Linked DNA regions of Mus musculus: region 2 is linked to region 1. The links are chromatin contacts, called in public Hi-C maps. All regions are on one chromosome and are shown on one strand. The core of a region is the stretch at or near the end of the contact, and the rest is flanking DNA. Distances in the headings are between cores, read along the strand shown. Region 1 overlaps Tcf7l2 (transcription factor 7 like 2, T cell specific, HMG box). Region 2 has its middle 13 kb from the start of Gm32144.

Region 1 (3,473 bases), core at 602-3,101:
TTGTGAACTTAACAGCAAATTTGTTTCTTTGGGAGGGATTTTCCTACTCAGGCTCTTGTTTGTCTGAGTCTTAATGAGTGTGTAACAACTCCTCCTTCCCCCTCCTCCTCCCCCTCCTTCCTCACTCCTCCCCTCCTCTCCCTCCCCCTCCTTCCTCACTCCGTCCCCTCCTCTACCTCCCCCCCTCCTCCCCTCCCCCTCCCCTCCTCCTCTGATTTGATTTGCAGATACCCTGTGCATTGGTTGCCAGGGATAAGAGATCTGGGAAACTTGGCACAGATGTTCACCTTTGGGCCCCTGGGCACCATCTCTATGGGATGAAGTGCTGACACCTTTGTGGCTGGGCTTGAGTGCTTAGCACAGGCCAGCTTGCTGGAACTTTCTTGCGGTTTTCTCTGAGTGAGAAATCCATCAGTGGCCAGCCAACTCAGGTCTGTTCACACTTAGACTTGGGTGACAGTGGTGCGGAAAGGAGTTTGCCCAGGATGATTTATGTCACCAGGGCTTAGAGAAATGACATCGATTCTCCCCATTGACTTGAGAGCAGCCATTGCTTCTTTACCATCTCCCAGCTCTAGGAGGTTAAAACCTCCCTGTTTGCAGAATGTCGGAGTTAAAACCACAGTGCTGTGTGTGTGTGTGTGTGTGTGTGTGTGTGTGTGTGTGGAGGGGTGTTGCTTTCCTTATATTTTCAGAGGCTCGTTTGAAAAGAGCAGGGGTGAAATACAAGGAACCAGAAGGCCGTCCTAGTCAATTGGTTTTAATTTCTTTTAATGGCACATATTGTGTGTATGCGTGTGTGTGTGTGTGTTTGCATGCTTGCGTGCATGTAAACACAGATATGCCATTGGTATGTTCAGGGGCCAGAGGACAAGTGAAGGGTTGGTTCCCTCCTTCTGCATGAGGCTCAGAGACTGAACTAAGTTTGTCAGTGTTGGTAGCAAGTACCGTTACCTGCTAAGCCACCCTTCTGTATCCTCTGGATTTTCTCTTCACATTTTCTTCTTGTCCTGTGTGTGTGTGTGTGTGTGTGTGTGTGTGTGTGTGTGTGTGTGTGTAAAGCAATAAGTGTGGTTATCTTTCTCAAACCTCCCCAAGATTATTATTATTATTACTATTAATAATAATAATAAATAATTGCTTGTCCATGCCTTGTTAATAGAAAGCTCTTGGGTTTTGTTTTACTTCTTTCTGACACTGACCCTATCTTTCCAGCTGATCTTAGACTATATAGAAGTGCCTCCTGTTCTCCCCTCTTGTGCCAGGTAGCTCAGACGGCAGAGCTTGCAACAGGAGCTGTGATTTGCTATCTGAAATATCTTAATTTATTCTATCTGATATCCAGCCTCCTCACCTCCAATTAACACCAGCACTGACCTGTTTCCCTAGGCAGCGCTTGGTGAGACCAGGTATTTTCCTCTGGGGAGAACCTCATTTTATGTATAATGGCTGCAGAAGAATTAATTATGGATGGATAAGGCAAGGAGCTGAGCCTCCCATGACCTGGCTGTGGCTGGCTGGCTGATTCTCCCTTACTCAGCCGTGAAATGCCTCTATAGGATGTGTGTAGTAGCAGAGCCAATGAGAAGCCAGAAGAACATTCTTGTGGCTTTAAAAGCTTTCCTGTGGGCCTACAAGTGTAGCTCATTGGGCTAGTACCTGTTCTACATATATATGGAAGGACCTGGGTTTGATCTCAGAACCATGAAAGTGAAAGTCTTTTGTTGTGGAAAGGAGGGATGTGACCAGAGCCCTCTACTGACTGCAGCTCACAGCCAGTTAGATACTTCACTGCTCTGTGGATGAGTTTAGCCATAGTGCAGTTTCATTTAGGGTTAAATGAGACAGCATTCAAGCATCCTGGATGTAGGGGCCAGCACCAAGCAACAGTGGTTACTGTTGTCTGCAGGGAGCAGCACTGTACTCCGGGTCACAGAGCAGCTTGGGTTCCTTGGCTCATTCTTCCTTTCGCAAAGTAGATAGACTATATAGTGGACTTTCCTATGTCTTCTCACTCCATCTTTTATGGGTACCTTTCTTCTGCTTCTCAGAGCCATCAGGGGTGAATTCTGCCCAAATAAACAGATTTCAAAACAGGGCTTTGAATTAAACTTCAGACTCATTCTATTGAATGAAGCAAATTCACTTATTACTACGAATTTAACTCCCGTTGGAGCCAGTATGTATGTGTAAACACATACATCGATCTCTTTCTTCTTTCTCTTGTATTACTACGAGGATCAGTTTCTTCTGGCTAAATTCCAGGAACAACATGCCTGTCTTGTTTCATCGTTGAGGGAAAACAGTCTGAAGGCACCATAATTCCTTAAATTGGATTTCAATTCTTGATCCCCTTATAGTCAGTAAACAGAGTGTTCTATGAAGCACTGTTTAGAAGCAAGACACTGTCGGCTTTGCTGTGTGCAGTGTTGGAGCTCTGTGGGCTGAGGCTAGGAGTGGGGGTTTGGAGGTGGGGGTGACCCTCGGGAGCGAATGCCTCCTGATGTAGGCCTATGTTGAGGGCATTAATCACTTCAGAAAAAACGCTGGCATAAGTTGGGAAGGTTGTCTGTTAGTGATCTGTCTGGAGTTCAGCATGCAAGGTGTGTGTGCGTGTGCATTTGCGTGTGCATGCTTGTGTGTGTGTGTGTGTGTGTGTGTGTGTGTGTGTGTGTGTGTGTGTGTGTGAGTGTGTGTGCCATCTGTCTGTCTGTCTTGTTAACTCTATTAGTGCCATGGCAGCTTCTGCATTGCCACTTGAAAGCCTTGAAATTCCTATATTCAAATCAAAGGCACCCTGAAGCCCAGATAAAGGCGACAGTGTGATCTTCAAAGATGAAGGACTAAGGCAGCAGTGGGGGATAGTTTTCTGGGTAATTCTGCCTCCCCACCCATTTTTAGAAACAGTGAGAGTGTGGCTGCTCCTTCTCATCTGTTTTGTGGGTATATGGGCTCTGGTCGAGCCCTCAGCTGTTTGTGGATAAGGAGGTGGATGACTCAAAGCAAGCAAAATGGAAATGCGTTGGCCAGATCTGCAATTGCTCCTGGGAGTAGGCTCTGCCTTCCTCTCTCCTTTCCTCCCTTCTTTCTCTGAGCTGCTTTCATTTGAGAGCGCTGGCTTGGCACCCACTCACCCAAGAACTGATTAGTTCCTGAAAGCAGAGGACCAATCGCTCACAGAAATGATGTCAGCTTTGCTCTGGGGTACATCAACTTGGATTTCTCATGCTTTATCTTATAAAGCCTAAATTAACAGCTGGTTTGGTTTGAGTTCTCCGGGATCTGACTAAGGGATTAGAGTCCATTCTCAAGTGAGTCAATCTAGTTTAATTTATTTCAGGTCTATCAAAAAAGATCAATCAAAGCTCTTTTGAAAGTAAAGCTATAATCGGCCTGCACACTTATAAGTCACTGCTGTTGTAGCACTCGGTTGAAAAAAACTGCTCAGGCTGTGTCTTAAGATGATGTACCCC
Region 2 (3,473 bases), core at 365-2,864, 480 kb after region 1:
TGTGTGTGTGTGTGTGTGTGTGTGTGTGTGTGAGAGAGAGAGAGAGAGAGAGAGAGAGAGAGAGAGAGAGAGAGAGAGACCATGAAAGGTAGCCTTGTTCCTGGTTGAACTAAAGCTGGAAACCACTGTGATCCTAAAGGAGATGAAAGGCGTGTTTCACCGGTTCCTGCACACCAGGTCCCTGTCACTAGTCTCGGCCCCCCATAGATTTGTGCCCATCAGTCACTTAGGGGCAACGCTCCAAGCCCCTCCACAGGTAGAGGATTTGAAGTGTGGTCACATAGGTTCAAGACAGATCTCTATTTTTATGAGGTACCTAAAGGTTGGGGGACGTAGGCAATAAGCTTTCCTTCCCAGACACTCTTCCCTGCAAAAAGGTATTTAACCTCAGGTCCACCCTGAGAAGTGGGGTACACAGTCTTACTCATCCACTTTCCGCCATGACAATAAATGTCTTAAAACCATGGACTTCCTCTTTTCTTCATGATCCGCCTTGGGGAGCCATGGAGAAGGCCTTTGCCTACAGAGCGGCTGTCTAATCTGTAGAAGGCCTCTCTATGCTCCAAGCCAAGATCGAGCCCAAACTCAAGCCTACTTTTGCAGTCAAGCCAAGAACTTTCCTCGTGGGACCAGCTGGAGCTCCTCCTAACCCCACAACACACAAGCACACACACACACACACACACACACCGCCCTCGGGCCAGATCCAACCAGAGGGTCCCCACTCCATTCTCAGCTTTTCCAAGGCTTCCATAGGTGCCTGGGTGTCTGTGAGCCTGAGAACCAGACAGCCCCAGCCTTGGCCTCCTCACAGGCCTGGGGACCCTGAGCCTGCTCCAGCTCTCAGACTGCAATTCCCCACCTCCAGAGTTGTGTCCCTGGGCTGCCCTACAGCCCAGCCCTGTAGCAGAGCAGACTCGGGACCCCATAACCCTACGTGTGTGTGTGTGTGTGTGTGTGTGTGTGTGTGTGTGTGTGTGTGTGAAGATCTCATACTATATATAGTCCAGATTGACCTCAAACTCACAGTGATCCTCCTGCCTCAGCCTCTCAAGGGTTGGAACTACAGGTGTGTACCACCATACTCAGCTGAGGGGCAGTTTTTCCTTTTCTTATTCAGTGACAGATAAAAGCAACTGGGGGCAACTGAGATTTGTGTAACTCAGCGCTACTTCATTGCGATTTGAATGTGAAATGTCTTGCATAAACATCTGTATTCAGACGGGTCTCAGCAGGAGGCGTTTGGAGAGGTTATGGAACAACCAGACTGTGAGGTTTCGCTGGATGAAATCCATCTGGGGGGGGGGGGCTGGGGGGGGCCTTTGACGTGTTACAGCCAAGTTTCACTTTCTGTTCTTTCTGTGTTCTGCTTTGCAATGCCAGGAGCACTGAGCATGCGCAGCTACGATGTAGTCCCTGTAACCTCTGGATGGGTTAAACACTTTCTCTCTGCCTTTGTTTTTTTATCAGAGTATTTTATCACAGCAATGGAAGGAGATATCGGTCTTACAGATTGAGGACACCGAGGCTCAGAGAAACAGGTTAGGAGACCCGTCCATGGCCTCATGGCCTCTATCTGTACTTGAAATGGGCTACGCTTGCTTCCAGAGAGGCAGCAGGAGGAGAGCTATCCTTCAGGGTGGGGAGTGTCTGCTCTTCAGGCAAGCCTGAGAGGAAGAGGACATCGCAAGACTGCACGCAGGCTGGTGAGCTGCAGGGTGGGATAGAGAGTCAGGAGGACCTAGGGCGGGCTCCACATTGTCAGTGCTCAGCTCCCAGACTTCAACTGACTTTAAGACTCTGCCTCCAGCTTAGATGCAGTTGTTAAATAAATTATTGTATTGGTTAATGGCTGGATCCATCAGTCAATCAACTGGCTGATCAATCGGTTGGTTGACTTGGGGGTGCCATGGCACCTCTGTGGAGGTAAGAAAAGAACATATACTCTACTGTGTGGTCTCAGGTTATCAGCAAGCACCTTTGTCCACACAGCCACGTCCCTCGCCCAGATTCACTTTAATTCATGATAGCTGAATTGTCGACAGAAAACAAGCAAAACCCACAAAGGAAACATCCCCTGCAGATCAGACCAACTGTGACTGACGTTTCAGTAGAGGCTTCCGTAGTGGCAGCTGGAAGTGGAAGAATTCTGAACTCTGATGTTAAGAAAACACACTAAGGCTGGGCAGTGGTGGCGCACGCCTTTAATCCGAGCACTTGGGAGGCAGAGGCGGGCAGATTTCTGAGTTCGAGGCCAGCCTGCTCTACAGAGTGAGTTCCAGGACAGCCAGAGCTACACAGAGAAACCCTGTCTCAAAAAACAAACAAACAAACAAACAAACAAACAAACAACCCAAAAAACCCCACACTAAGTCCTGATCTTGGCTTTTGTGAATGTATGCATGCATGTGTGTTGTGGGATCCAACGACTGGACTCTCTCTGTACCCCAGGCTGGCCTTACTAGATGGGGATGCAGGCCTGGCATATTGCACTTTTTAAGGAAGTCTTAGTTCCTTGAACTCCCTGAGCCTCAGTGTGTTTGGTTGCAAAATGGGAACAGTAAGGACACCAGCCAGGAAGTGCAGTTGTAAATATTTCCTGAGGGTGAGGGGGAGCCTGGCGTGGCTTGTTCTCAGCAAATTGAAGTTAGGGTTTTATTATTGCTGCTGTGAGGTCATCTTGGTGATAGACAGCTCGGGACCTTTCTGTCCACACTGCTCCTGAGACCACAGGCATCATGTATTAGCCCCTCCTCCCTCTGCCTCCCCAGACCCCTGGGAAGGGCGGTGCCTGCTCTCTAGCGCCCCCAGGTGTTCATGATGGTAGTTCATGCACTTTGTTTTCTCCCTGTGCCTTCCTCTCGGCCAGAGATCTTGGGCTAAAGGATCAGGGCCAGGGAGTAAGTAAGAGCCTTGCCACAAACGGAGGGAAGGAGCGTTCTGGACTCTCCCAGGAGCTTCCTAGGGGATCAACCCAAGTGGTACTCCAAACACTTCCCCAAGCCCCAGGACTCCAAGATTCTCAGGTGTGCTGGCTCCGCGGCTCGGACCCTCTGTCAAGCTCCTAATTCAGTGACCTGTGAGTTCATCATAGAGGAAGAGGACGGGACTATGACGGTCACTCTCTGACATGAAACTTAGGGTTGTCCCTCTCCAACTCTGTTTATCTGAGGTGCCCACCTTTGATCTCCAATGCAAAGTCAAATGTCACCTCCTCCAAGATGCCCTCCTGGCTCTCGGACAAGCTCTGGAAATCCCAGAGGTCTTTTCACAAATGCACTAGAATTTGCCAGTCTGCCTATCCTACATGGTCCTCCCTCTCTTCCCTGACAGCACAGAGCTATAATATAGTAGACGCTCAATAAATACAGGCTGGACAAAGACATAGATGACTAAATGCCTGTTCCCGCATTCTGCTGGAAGTTGCAAGGAAATTATCCATTAGATCTTTGCATCTGCCTGCTGTGGCACAA

Evidence for each region. A called contact is a pair of places that touch in the nucleus more often than the background predicts.
Region 2: a Hi-C map of the N1E-115 cell line shows a contact between it and region 1, with 2.5 times the contacts expected there. The contact joins two enhancer-like sites. A contact is called at or near these places in 1 of 15 datasets of contacts at CTCF or cohesin (the NIH/3T3 cell line), 3 of 484 Hi-C or Micro-C datasets (the N1E-115 cell line, cortical neurons and embryonic fibroblasts) and 5 of 115 datasets of contacts at active chromatin or transcription factors (craniofacial prominence, embryonic forebrain, embryonic limb bud and 2 more).

What each region holds. Positions count from the first base shown.
Region 1 is chr19:55,771,465-55,774,937 of GRCm38.p6, forward strand. The region is part of intron 4 of Tcf7l2 (transcription factor 7 like 2, T cell specific, HMG box); the gene reads left to right. Among named protein-coding and RNA genes, the nearest start is that of Gm31734, 30 kb to the left of the region's middle. Within about 2 kb of position 1,852, at least 37 of the 459 cell types and tissues checked have an H3K27ac peak or open chromatin away from gene starts, as enhancers often do. A contact at or near this core is called in the N1E-115 cell line, where this site is marked.
Region 2 is chr19:56,252,142-56,255,614 of GRCm38.p6, forward strand. No RefSeq gene overlaps it. Among named protein-coding and RNA genes, the nearest start is that of Gm32144, 13 kb to the right of the region's middle. Within about 2 kb of position 1,615, at least 26 of the 459 cell types and tissues checked have an H3K27ac peak or open chromatin away from gene starts, as enhancers often do. A contact at or near this core is called in the N1E-115 cell line, where this site is marked.